Linked DNA regions of Arachis hypogaea: region 2 is linked to region 1. Evidence: chromatin contacts called from public Hi-C data. All regions are on one chromosome and are shown on one strand. The core of a region is the stretch at or near the end of the contact, and the rest is flanking DNA. Distances in the headings are between cores, read along the strand shown.

What was found. A called contact is a pair of places that touch in the nucleus more often than the background predicts.
Region 2: a contact with region 1 is called in a Hi-C map of an unstated tissue, with 4 times the contacts expected there. The contact joins the enhancer-like site here to the promoter of LOC112727099 in region 1. A contact is called at or near these places in 2 of 8 Hi-C or Micro-C datasets (leaf and an unstated tissue).

What each region holds. Positions count from the first base shown.
Region 1 is chr12:20,566,112-20,573,274 of arahy.Tifrunner.gnm2.J5K5, reverse strand. It overlaps LOC112727099 (protein NPGR2), which reads left to right and starts at 4,172. Exons shown (of 9, transcript XR_011868382.1): 1 at 4,172-4,331; 2 at 5,221-5,512; 3 at 6,318-6,570.
Region 2 is chr12:20,616,243-20,623,405 of arahy.Tifrunner.gnm2.J5K5, reverse strand. It overlaps the pseudogene LOC112727100. Among protein-coding and RNA genes, the nearest start is that of LOC140177000, 43 kb to the right of the region's middle. Within about 2 kb of position 3,600, at least 3 of the 3 cell types and tissues checked have open chromatin away from gene starts, as enhancers often do.

The sequences.
Region 1 (7,163 bases), core at 2,923-5,422:
TTAACTGTGCATACTATTCATTTTATTATTATTTGTCTTTGAAGAAAATGGCAAGGATATGTAATGAAGATGTATGCCTTGCGGATAGTGCAAGCTCGCACACTATTCTCAAAAATGATATATATTTTACCCATCTTGTGCCAAAAGAGGAATATGTTAATACTATTATTGGCTCAGACAATGTGATAGAAGGCTCCGGAAGAGCTATAATTTTATTTCCTGGAGGAACAAAATTCATAATAAATAATGCACTATTGTCTACCAAGTCTCGAAAAAACTTGTTGAGCTTTAAAGATATTCGCCGAAATGGATATCATATTGAAACAATGAATAAGGAAAATCGTGAGTATTTATGTATCACAGCTCATGATTTAAATAAAAAGGTTATATTAGAAAAGTTACCCTCACTTTCATCTGGGTTGTATTATACCAGGATCAATGCAATTGAATCACATGCCATTGTAAACCAGAAGTTTACTAGCCCAAATGAATTCATTACTTGGCACGACCGATTGGGTCATCCGGGAACAACCATGATAAGGAGAATTATTGAAAACTCTCATGGACATTCACTAAAGAACCAGAAGATTCTTAAAACTAGTGAATTTTGTTGTGCTGTATGTTCTCAAGGAAAGTTAATTTTAAGGTCATCACCAGTAAAGATTGGATTTGAGTCCCCTGAATTCCTAGAAAGGATTCAAGGTGATATATGTGGACCTATTCATCCACCATGTGGATCTTTTAGATATTTTATAGTCCTAATAGACGCATCTTCGAGATGGTCACACGTGTGCTTATTATCTTCTCGCAACCTGGCGTTTGCGAGATTACTGGCTTAAATTATTCGATTAAAAGCACAATTTTCAGAAAATCCAATCAAAGCAATTCGTCTTGATAATGCTGGTGAATTTACTTCCCAAGCATTTGACGCTTATTGTATGGCTAATGGAATAAGTGTTGAACATCCAGTAGCTTATGTTCACACACAAAATGGGTTAGCAGAATCACTTATTAAACGCCTCCAATTAATTGCTAGACCCTTGCTTATGAGAACAAATCTCCCAACCTTGGTTTGGGGGCATGCTATTTTACATGTCGCAGCACTTATCCGTTTGAGGCCAACGAGTTACCATCAGTTCTCTCCTATGCAATTAGCTTTTGGCCAGCAGCCAAATGTCTCTCATTTAAGAATATTTGAGTGTGCGATATATGTTCCCATTACACCACCTAATCGCACCAAAATGGGACTCCAAAGAAAATTGGGATATATGTTGGATATGATTCTCCCTCTATAGTGAGGTATCTTGATATACAAACTGGAGATGTATTTAAAGCCCGGTTTGCAGATTGTCATTTTGATGAATCAAAATTTTCAACATTAGGGGGAGAGAATAAGTTTCCTGAAAAGGAACTTAATTGGAATGCATCATCCTTGATGCATTTAGATCCTCGATTAGGGCAATGTGAACTAGAAGTTCAGAAGATTATACATTTGCAAAGAATAGCAAATGAATTGCCTAATGCATTTTCCGATACAAAGAGGATAACCAAGTCGTATATACCAGCGGAAAATGCCCCAATTCGAATTGATGTCCCAGTAGGACAAGTAGCCACTGAAGCAAATTCACGTTAGAAGCGTGGCAGGCCTGTCGGTTTCAAAGACAAAAATTCTCGAAAGAGAAAAGAGGTAAATACGATTCCTGTTGAAAAAGACATTGTAAAGACACCTGCAGTTGTCCAAAATTCTGATATGATTTTAACGCCAGAAGACGTTTAGGTACCTGAAAATTGTGAAAATGATGAGATCTCGATAAATTATGTCTTTACAGGAAAGAAATGGGACCGAAATAAGATTGTCAATGAAATATTTGCATATAATGTGGCATTAAATATCATGCATGAAAGTAAGGATCTTGAACCAAGATCAGTCGAACAATGTCGACAAAGAAATGATTGGCCAAAATGGGAAGAAGCCATGAAGGTTGAATTAGACTCACTTGAAAAACGTGAAGTCTTCGGACCTGTAGTCCGTACACCAGAAGATGTAAAATCTGTTGGATACCGGTGGGTATTTGTGAGAAAACGAAATGAGAAAAATGAAGTTGTGCGCTATAAAGCCCGACTTGTGGCACAAGGTTTTTCACAGAGGGCCGGTATAGATTATGAAGAAACGTATTCTCCTGTAGTGGATGTAATAACATTGCGTTATTTGGTCAGTTTATCTGCATATCATAAACTGTATATGCATTTAATGGATGTAGTAACAGCCTATTTATATGGCTCATTAGATCGAGATATCTATATGAAAGTCCCTGAAGGACTAAAGATATCTAAACCATCCAATGAATATTCACAAGTGTTATACTCAGTTAAATTGCAAAGATCTTTATATGGTCTGAAGCAATCTGGACGAATGTGGTATAATCGTCTTACTGAGTATCTGGCCAAAAACGGATTTAAGAATGATGATATTTTCCCCTGTGTCTTCATAAAGAAAACTGCATCTGGATTCATTATTATTGCTGTGTACGTTGATGATTTAAATATCATTGGGACTCCTGAAGAGATTCCAACAATTATAAAAACTCTAAAAGAAGAGTTTGAGATGAAAGATCTTGGAAGGACTAAATTTTGTCTCGACCTGCAGATCGAGCATATAAAAATTGGGATCTTTATTCATCAAACAACATACACAGAGAAGATCTTGAAAAGATTTTATATGGACAAGTCACATCCCTTGAGTACTCCAATGATCGTAAGATCTTTGGATGTGGAGAAGGATCAATTCCGTCCTAAAGAAGAGAATGAAGATATCCATGGTCCTGAAGTACCATATCTTAGTGCCATTGGAGCGCTAATGTATCTTGCTAATAATACGCGACCTGACATATCATTCGCGGTGAATTTACTAGCAAGATATAGTTCATTTCCAACCAGAAGACATTGGAGTGGAATCAAACAAATTTTTCGATATCTTCAAGGAACGGTTGATATGGGATTGTTTTATCCCTATGGATCCAAGTCACAATTAGTTGGCTATGCAGATACTGGATACTTGTCTGATCCACATAAAGGGAGATCTCAAACAGGATACCTGTTCACATATGGTGGTACAGCTATATCATGGAGGTCCACAAAATAGACGATAGCAGCAACCTCCTCTAATCATGCCGAAATACTAGCGATTCATGAAGCAAGTCGCAAGTGTTTTTGGCTCAGGAGTTTGATCCAATATATCATGTCATCATGTGGACTGATTGATCATAAGATAGCTCCTACTGTCCTGTTTGAAGATAATACAGCATGCATTGCTCAACTTAAGGGTGGATACATCAAAGGTGATAGAACAAAGCATATCTCTCCTAAGTTCTTCTTCACTCATGATCTTCAAAATCAAGGGACAATTGATGTGCAACAGATCCGCTCAAGTGACAATCTGGCAGATTTATTTACAAAGTCACTCCCAAAATCCTCTTTTAAAAGATTGGTACATGAGATTGGGATGTGCCGATTTCGAGACATTAAATGATGTCGACAAGAGGGGGAGACTGTACTCTTTTTCTCTTGGTCAGATTTTTTTTCCCATTGGGTTTTTCTTGACAAGGTTTTTAATGAGGCAGTCTCCATCACTAAAGGATATTGTACTCTTTTTCCTTCACTAAGGATTTTTTTTCCCACTGGATTTTTCTTTAGTAAGATTTTAACGAGGCAATAATTCTAAATGGTCATCTAATGGGGAGTGTTGTGATAAGATTGCCTGAGGTGGATGCCCATTTTTCACAAGTCTCAGATTTTCAAGGAGAATAATATTAAATGAAGTTTGAAAAACGATGCTTATGTATGCCCATATATAGAGAACATGTTATGAAGTAATACACACAGTAACAATAAACAAATGCAATTCTCTCTCTCTTTATTTTTAATACTTCTTTCTATCTTTATATATATATACACATTACAACATATAATATTATTATATATACATAAATCATTATTGAGCTAATTATATTAATGCTAGAGTCTTCTATTTATACATCCTTATTTTATATTTAATATATCTTTTATTTATTTTACAACAATATTTATTCATTATTAAGGATATATAGTGTGTTTCCACTTTCCACCCCTAACAAGGAGCGATGATATGTGTGAAAGCGTGATAAATGTAGTTAATGGCAGTTTAAATGAGAGTCGGCACCAAATGACACGTGGCATCTAATTCACCCTCTTCCCCGTATATGAAACTTCCCACTTGACTTCACTGGACCCCAACAACCAACATACTAACAACGTAAACACCAAACACCAAACCAATTGGAATTGGAATTGCTGTGAGATCTTCTTCCGTTTCTCTTCTTTCATTTATCATCGATTCTGTGCTCCAATTTTATTCATTTTAATAATATTTATTAATATCACACGGGAAAGAAAAAGGGATAAGGATTTTATATGGTAAATAATAACTATTAGAAGGGAAGGTTTATGATTAGACTTTTTAGATGCTTTGCATTTTGATTGTTTCCATGATTCAAAGTTCGGATTTGATTGGTCAAATTCAGTAATGGATGTTCCTTCCTAGCACACGCTTTGCTCTCTTGGAACTCAAAAGGTGAAAGTCTTCTTTTTTTTTTTTTTTTTTTTTTACTTATTTGTCTTTTATCTTTGACCTTTCTCCGTTTGTGAATTGTTGAAAAGGGTGCCAACTTTTTGCTTGTTTGTAAGGTTGGAACGGTTTTCTGAGCTGAATTCAGAAGCAAATTACTGATTTTGAAATTTCCGGTCCCTGAGTTACTGTGTGTCGGTTACAATTTTATGAATTTGGTTTATGTGATTTCGGAATTCAGAGAGGGAATTTTGGATGAGGTTGGTTCAAATTTTACTTTTACCTGATGGGATAGCGCTTTGCGGATTTTCATTCTAGTTCTACTATGCTTGTTTACATTTACTTTATAATTTTAGGTCCTTTTTTTTTGCTTTTCTTTTCTGGATTTTTCAATTACATTGAATTTAGCCTTCTCAGGAACAATTGGTTTCAAAATTTCACACTTGTTGCATAATCTACATGTATGACTCTAAGGGCATGTTTGGTTGTTGCATAATCTACATTGCTTTTAGGCATATAAATTTCCACTGCATTTTTACCTCAATCAAACATAGCTTAAAGGTCCTGTGTTGACTTTGCATGTGTGACATTTCTGTTTCACTGTTTTCTTCCGGCAGATTTTTTAGTCTAGAAAAGATGGGTTGCATATGGGAGCAGCATTAGACTTGGGACAATAGTCGAAATCAGGAAGGAGGAGTTTGAAGGAAGATAATGAGGTGCCTACAGTCTGGGGAGCCATTAGGAAGAGCAGTTGAAATGGTTCCATCGTCAGAATCTGTTGCGACCAGTGACTGCTCAGCAAGTGGTCATTCTTGCCTTGGTGGACAAATTGGCAACAAGAAGCCTGACACTGGCAATATAGAGGAAGCTGAATCATCCTTACGCGAGAGTGGTGTCTTGAACTATGAGGTTGGTTTCATCAAAAATACCTTGCCATTTATGGTTTTGAGAACTGGAATTTACCAATTTGTTCCGTATATGATCTAGGTCCTAGGGAGAGTGTATATAGATGCCATGAAGCAACTAAATGTTTCTTTCCTGTGCACAAAATAACTTCTTGCTTGTCTGAATAGTCTACATGTAAACTGTCTCTATGTAGACATGATACATGACAGAGCTCAATGGCATCGTTTGATTCATGTAGCCGACCCCACCTATGGGACAAGGCTTTGTTGTTGTTGTTGTTGTTGTTGTTGTTGTCTGAATAGATTCTTCATGATAGGTAGGTTATTAATAGTTGTTACTTGTAGTCTAAACTGTATGTATGCTTGTATTTATTGCATATCTGAATGAATTCTTCACAGAATTCATAGTTGTTGGATCAAGCACTTACCATTAAGCCAAAAGCTATAGGTCTATAGCTAATTGGGAAAGGTGCAACTTTCTTTACTGTTTCTCAAAACTGCATCTAGCATAAGGGGTTGCACTACAGGCGCCTTGAGCCCATCGAATCTTAAGTAAGACCAATTATTGTAGTTTGATTGAATTCTTTATCCTAATTCTTTTAATTAAAATATAATATCAATCAAGTGGTTTCTTCAGAACATAGCTAATGCAGGTAGTTTTCTGATGATCTCTTTATTGGAATTGATGTTCCCTCTATTTAGCAATATTTAGTTTGAATATTAAAGTTGTGCATGTCTGTGATCCTCTTGTTAAGATTAGTGGTTATTGCTGCCGTTATTATTTAAGTAAATATGTCTGTAATCTGCAGGAAGCTAGAGCTCTGTTAGGAAGATATGAATATCAGAAGGGAAATTTAGTAGCGGCTTTACATGTCTTTGAAGGAATAGATATAGTTTCTGTGACTCCCAAGATTAAAGATGCCCTTTCCAAAAGCCGAGAACGGCGTAAGAGACATTCCCAGAATAATGATGAACCGCAAATGTCTGTACATGCTGTTGCCTTATTGTTGGAAGCTGTCTTCCTAAAAGCAAAATCTTTGCAGGTTCTTGGAAGGTTTAAAGGTATATTCAGTGATTGTTTTAATTTAAAGATTTTGCTCTTTGCTTTCACTTTTTAACTTTACTTTCACTTTGAGGAACATATGGGTTGGTTGAATTGTTTCGGTATGACCTCAAGGACAAGTTCAAGTTGTAGAATCAACCACATATGCTTTGCAAAGGGCTGCCTTTTCATTTTTTGCTAGGGCTTCTATAACTAATAATGAAATTATTGATTTAAGTTATTATGACAAGGTGTTGACATGGCTCTTTGAACAAGCTAAAAGAGTAAGCAATTGCATAGGCACACTTGTATTGTTATTTTCATGAATCATTTGCTATGCAAAATATTCCTCTGGAGTTTATTCCTATTGCAACGAGGCATAATATCTTTCTAGGTTTTACCGTTCCTTCAACTTCGACCCCTAATATAGTGCATCACCTGAGTTGTTAATATGTTAAATAATCCACTTTCTGTGCTTGAGCTTCACAGCCTAGAGATCCTTGGGTCAAGTACAGTGAGATCCCCTTTTCAATTTTGTTGTTTTAAAAAAAAGGTGGATTGGTTCAACTATATAAGAAACTATGAGTTAATCTAATATATTTTTCAAATAATT
Region 2 (7,163 bases), core at 2,351-4,850, 51 kb before region 1:
AGACCCCTTTGAGTGAAGGATTTGACTTGTTCATTGGAGTGATGGATTGTTCGACATCTTCGTTTGGACGATGGTCGGTACTCGGTAGTTCCTACAAGGGACTCCGATGCTTATGTTAGTAAATGTTTAAGGCAGATTTAAGTGAATTGTAATTGAGAAATACCTGAGTTTGATGGGGTATTTATAAAGGTAGGTGATGACTTTGCCATCACTACTGAATCTTTCTAACTATAGAAGTGGGTAATTTCTTCCCCAGTTTTTGAAAAGTTACCCCACGTTGCGATAATGGATGAATTGTGGATAATATTTGAGGTAGCGGACAAAATCTTTGCTTGTCATGCAAGTTGGATCGGGCATGAATCTTGGTACCCATATCTCAAGTAGGTCGAGTAGGTTATTCCATATAACTTCTGGACTAATCTTATTGGATAAAGTAGGTTCTTTCTAGGGGTCTTCTTATAAAGATGGATTAACTCTATTTGGACCATGACTTAACCTTTTCTTAGGTCATGGTATGAACAATTAATAATAATAATAATAATAATAATAATAATAATAATAAATAGTATTTAAATTTATTTTTTTATTGGTGCAACCCTGTCGTTATGATCAAGAGAGTTTGTGATTACAGCAATTAAAAAGTTTACCATTCGAAGAGGCATCAATTAAAGGATGTTTAAATAAGAACTGATGACATTCTATGCCAAATGTGTACAATACAGAATAAGATGTGTTTGGCTTATCAAAGTTAGTCTTATAAAAAGACAGTGATGTTCGGTGATCAAGAGGTACAATAGTAGTCACACGTGCACCAGAATTACCATTTCTTAAGATCATGCTAAATTAGACTTTGAGACAATTGCAGAAGTGATAAAACCATTAGTTAAAATTGACTTGTCTCTAAAAATAAAATTTGTCATTGCTAAATACAGTTCAAATTCAACTATACGATAAGTTATTGCAAAATATGGTTAATCAAACAAAAGACAGTTGAAAAAATATTTAGTGGGTTGGAAGCTTCTTATAAAGCTTTGCCCACATGATTTGAATTAATGGTTGCAAAATAATTATTAGCAGCTATTGAGTACGAAACTACGCATATGCCTACCGAGGAGTAGTACCAAATTGTTATAGAACCATGTTAGCTTGATGCAGCTTTTTCTATGGTCATTTAGCCAGAAGCAGTACTAAATTAGTTAATCTACATGTTTTTTTTATCCTGCTTGTGCTGTAATTAGTTGATCCACTCATCAGTATGTCATAAGTTTGGAGTTTAAAGATCTTCGTAAAATTTTTCAATATAATTGTGCACTCACTATGTAAAAGATAAAAAATGTACACAAATAAAAAATTATAATTAATAGTCAATAACTATTTCTCCACCCTAATATCATATGAATCTATTTCATTTAAGTAATGACTATAGCTAATAATATAAATTAATATTGATATTAATTAATGGTAACTCAATTTAGCAACAATTATAATTAATAATTACTACAAACCTCAATAATTGATAATTACTAAATTAATTATTAATTATTAACCACTACTACAAATTCAAAAAGTACTTACAATATAAGATGTCAAAAACATTTTATAATATGATTCTCAACACTGTAGTGTCACATTTTTTTATTTTCATATTTTTTAATTTTTATAATAAAAAAATATATTAACAATTAATGATAATTCTATTCTATTTACTAAGAATTAATATTTTATAATCAATATTTAAAAACATATACTAAAAATTAATAATAATTCTGTTTTTCCTAATAAATATGTAAAATAAAACTAAAATTATTAAAAATGTACACTAATCGTTGCTAACAATAATAATTAATAATAATACTATTTTTTAATAAATATTTATAATAAAACTAAACTTAATTAACAACATATGCTAACAATTACTAATATCTTTTTAATTAAATATTTAAAATAAAATATAAAATTACTAAAAATATATCCTAACCATTAATAAAAATAATTCTGTTTTTAATAAATAATTGAAACACAAGACAAAATTCCAAAAATATGTACTAACAATTAATAATAATAATAATAATTCAGTTTTATTAGTGAATATTTAAATAAAACTAAAATAACTAAAAATATAAATTAATAATAATTGAAATTTATAATATTTTATGTAAAACAAAAAAATTAAAATAAATACTAATCATTAATAATAATTCAATTTTTTAATAAATTTTTAAAATAAAAATAAGTCACTAAAAAATTATGTACTAACAACTATTAAATAATTTGATTTTTTAAAAAATATATTTAAAATAAAACTAAAATTACTAAAAATATGTACTAACAATTAATTAATAGTATATATTAACAAACAGTAAACACTATGGTAAAGAGCTAATTTGGTATAGATATAGAGAGATGGGGAGAGATTGACACGTGCCCTTGGTGTGTGACTGGACTCTGGAGGGAGCAGGACCTGACTGTGTTCAGTCCTCCTGGCTTGAATGGTTTAGCTGAGCCTTGTTATTCCCAGCGCCAATGGAGGAGCATGGAAAAGCTTGGGCTCCCTTATACTGTCAATGCTGATATTGGGCTGGGCCCTTTTTGTTGTGTTATATTTTTATAATAGATGACCAGAATTAACATGGTCCATTTGAGGTTTTTTTAGACTGCCGCCGTCGTCCTGGCTGCGGAGCTTCCGTCCTCGTGTCGTCGGCATCCGCGGCATAGTGCTATAGATTTTCCGGCATTGTGCGGGACTCGTGGTCCGAGTAGCTATCCCATCCGTGATTCACAAGTCGCCTGCCGGTGTTTACTGTCGTCGTCTACCATTGCCTCCAACCGTCCTTCCCAGTATTCTGCTCTCCGCCTTCATCGCAGGTAATGTTAATTGTTGCTTAGCTTTCTTCCTAGTCTGCTCAATTCGTGGCATTGTGTCGCTGCTTGACTATGTGTCACTGCTTGATGATCATTAATGACTCGGCTGACCCCTTGTTGCCTAAGTTGAATATGCTGTTAATTAAGTTGAAGATTTTGTTGAAAATGGTGTGACAAAATTGGACTAGTTGCCCAAATTGGACTCTGCTCAATTTTACAGATATTAGTATGTGATTTATACCGTATAAATGTATAATTGGTGATTCTTGTGTTTCTTTATTCTATTGGTCCTAGCCATGATTGCCATATCATTTCTAACCGGCGTGTGGTTATTGACAACAGAATGAAGAGGAATTTTTATCATTTCAAATCCCTATTCTTATTGAAGAGAAGAAACGAGTAAAAGCGATATCTTCCTAATCGAACAAGAAGGAAGATAGTTTATAACTCTTCTTTATATAATAATTCGACCTATTGGTCCGCACTCCTCCTTATCCTTTAGGATAGGATCATCGTTAGTCCTTCTTTCACTAATGATCTCACTATTTTCCATGTTTTGAAAATCGATTCGAACAGACAGGTCCAACTAATCGAACCGGGAATTGATGGAAATGACGATTCGGTTATATGTCAAAGCCGAAAAAAATAAAAACCGTTGTTGAATCGCTCAACCAGCGGCTACCTAGTCAGTCGAATCGAACCGGGACCCAGCCGGTTTTTTACTTTGCCCGAAAATGCTCAAAACGCGCCGTTTAACATTCAGTAACCTCCAACCTTACCACTACCAATTATCAACCCTAACTCACTCCAACTCTCCATCGGCGCGGCAGCACACCCTCCCTCGTCCTTCCCATAACCCTCGAGCTAGCCGTTCCTCTCAACGCCGGCGAGCTCAGTCCCTCCCTTTCGTTCAGCCGCCGGACTACTCCTGACGCCGTCGCCGGTTGGAGCTTCGAAGTTCACTCGGTCCCTCACTCAGCTCTAACGTCTCAGGCTCTCAGCAGTGGAAGCATAGTCGCCGGGCTCGCCTCCTGCCTCCGTCGCGAAGCTCTGTTCCACCGTCGCCGGCGCCATCTCTGTTCCTGCCTCCGTCGCCAGCTCTCCGTTTCCAGCGCCGTCATCCTTCCTTGCATTTGAAACTGTAATGGAGCCTCTGTTTGATTTTGATTCTGATTTGTTTTTACTCTGAACTTTTTATTCTGATTGTTGGTTTGATTCTGATTTATTTTTATTCTTCCAGTCGTCCTCCTACTGTTGATTCTGATTTGTTCTTTGGTTGGGTTGTTCTTGCTTCTTTGGTTGGATTGTTAATTCTATTTTATTTTTACTTTGAATTTTTGTTCTGTTTTTTTTTTTATTAATTCTGGTTTAGGATTGATTCTATGCTTTTGACTCATTCAATGAATTTTTTCTAATTTATTTGTTCTGTTGCTGATTTCTTTAATTCTGGTTTTTTCAGATTTTATTTCTCTGTTATGTTTTATTAGTTGCCAGATCAGAAGGTACAATTTAGTATTATGGCTGATTTGCATTTGCTGAGGAAGATTCAAGATTTATTATCCCTCTCTTGGGTTGAATGAAGTTTTTGTCAAAGTTAAAAGAATGTATCTAAGCAATTGCAACATGCATTGCTATTATTACACACAGCAATTTGATGATTTGTTTGATCTTTGTTGCCTGTGTTGGTGTTTGTTGATGGCCTAAAGTTTTGAGCTGTTTGTTAGATATGAGTTTAGATTGTGATAAATTTTGATCATTGTTATGTTTTGAGAAGGTTTGGCTCAGTGATTAGGTTGAGCTTAATTGCAGAAGAGGTCTTGCTACTTTGTTGAATGCTGCGGTTTATTCACCAAATTAAACTCTTTTAGTCTACGCTCTATATCTCTTTCTACCTACTCTATCGGTGTCTCTGGACATTTTAATTTCTTGCAAGCAACTCATCGTGAATAAACATGGTTCCCATTGTTTACATGAGGGGTATTTTGAGGTATATATACTTGCTTCATTTATATTTCTTTCATTTATTTACTCTTTTGATTTGTTGTTTGATTGGTCTTACATATGATGGATTACTATTGCCTTCTTACTGCAAAACACATGCATAAATGAAATTGTGTAGATCAAATAGAATGTGATTATTAGCATATTTATTCTTTGTAAATTAGCTTATTTTTTGTTATTTAACTTTTGAGTTTGTATTTTGATTAGAATATAATACTCTGGTTGATGATATTTCATCTAATGCTTTTAATTTGAAAGACATTTTAAGGTTTATATAGACTATATTTATGTTTTATGGTGGTTATTTATAATTTATTTTTTATTATAAAACGGTTATTTCGGTTGAACCGGTTGGATCAATAAACTAGTAAACCAATAACTAAAGCAGTTCGATGACTGGTTCGGTTTTCAGAACCTTGCTATTTTCCTTCTTTCATTTGAAAATTTATTGATCTTTATTTAAAATTATATATTAATTTTTTAATAATTTTATTTATATTTAACTAAATTGGTTGAACCCGGTTAGATTACGGTTGGACCATTAAACTGTTGAACCAGTTATTCTATCGATTTATTGACCGGTTCTCTCAACCTTGTCTAAAGCCCTCCCATTTCTAATTCTCTGCTTTCACTCACTCACTCAGTCAATGGTAACCGTCAAAATGCACCGGCTATCAAGGCGCTGCTCCTCTCTATCCGCCGCCCTCCGCCACGCCGCCGTCCCTCACCGTCACCTCACTGTTCCACTTCTATCTTCCATTTCTTCGGTATGATCCATCGCTTTTGTGTGTTTCTCGCGTTGAATCCATTTGATTGATCTAATTGTATCTCCTACAATTCCATGTTAGCTTCACTAGCTACTAGCTATCAATTTTCGCAAGTTTCATCCGTTTCTCTTCAGTTCTGTTTTTTCGGTTAAAAATTTGAATTTTAATTGTAGTTTGAGATTTTGATGTTATGGGAGAAACATTGAACCAGCCGCTTTACCTTTCTTTGTTCTGTTGCTTTAAAAATGTGGGCTTTTTTGAGGTAGTTGTGTGTTATCAATACCTTTTTTTTCCTGGGTTGGAAGCAGGTAGGTGAGGAAGATGCTAAAGCTAGATGGTATTCTTCTGTCTTAAGTTCAGAGAAATCTAGGAATTATCAAAACTTGAAGAAAGATTTGTTTTTGGGGAAGCGATATGAGTCTACTGCTGCAAAGTCTGCTGAATCCAACTCCACATCATCTGATAGATATGAGTACCAAGCTGAGGTATATAGCTCTTTTTTCATGTCCATGTTTCCTATCCTTATAGTGTGAATAATATATCGTATCATGATCATAATTTTGTATCTATGCATCGTTTTGCAGGTTAGTCGGCTCATGGACCTCATTGTTAATAGCTTATATAGTAACAAGGAAGTGTTTCTTAGGGAACTTATCAGGTTTGTTCTTCCACTTCTGCTTATATATGAGTAACATTTAATCTTCACTTTTATGTATAGCTCTTGATTGTTTACTGTTTTAAATACAGCAATGCAAGTGATGCCTTGGATAAGCTACGGTTTCTAGGTGTTACAGAGCCTGAACTTTTGAAAGATGCTGTTGATTTTGATATCCGAATCCAAGCTGATAAAGATAATGGGGTTATCACTATCACGTAAGATAAATGGCTTTTTTAAATTGTTTTTGACTAATATTTTCCTATTTTCGGTTGGTAATGCAATTTTTTGCTTTATGCAGTGATACAGGTATTGGTATGACAAGACAAGAACTCGTTGATTGTCTTGGAACTATTGCACAAAGTGGTACTGCAAAATTTTTGAAGGCATTGAAGGTCTTACCTCTTCTGAAGGATGCTTTATGATTTTAGATGTTTTATGATTTTATTATCTTTATTTATTTTATAGTTATATATCTTATAGGCTGACAAATGTTTATCATTTTAAAAGGATAACAAGGATGCTGGTGGTGACAACAACTTAATTGGTCAATTTGGTGTTGGGTTCTATTCTGCCTTTTTGGTTTCTGATAAGGTATGCATTTTAACAAAAATCAGTCTGTGCATTTTTGGGATCTCTCTGTTATTAATTTTTTGATGTTCGAACTCTGAAGGTAACTGTCTCTACCAAGAGCCCAAAATCTGATAAACAATATGTTTGGGAAGGAGAGGCAAATGCTAGCTCATATACCATTAGGGAAGAGACAGATCCTGAGAAGCTGATTCCAAGGGGAACTCGTCTTACACTGCATCTTAAGGCATGTTGATTGTTGATAGTCTATTATTTTTTTCGGGGTAGCTATCTATATTTTGCCTGAT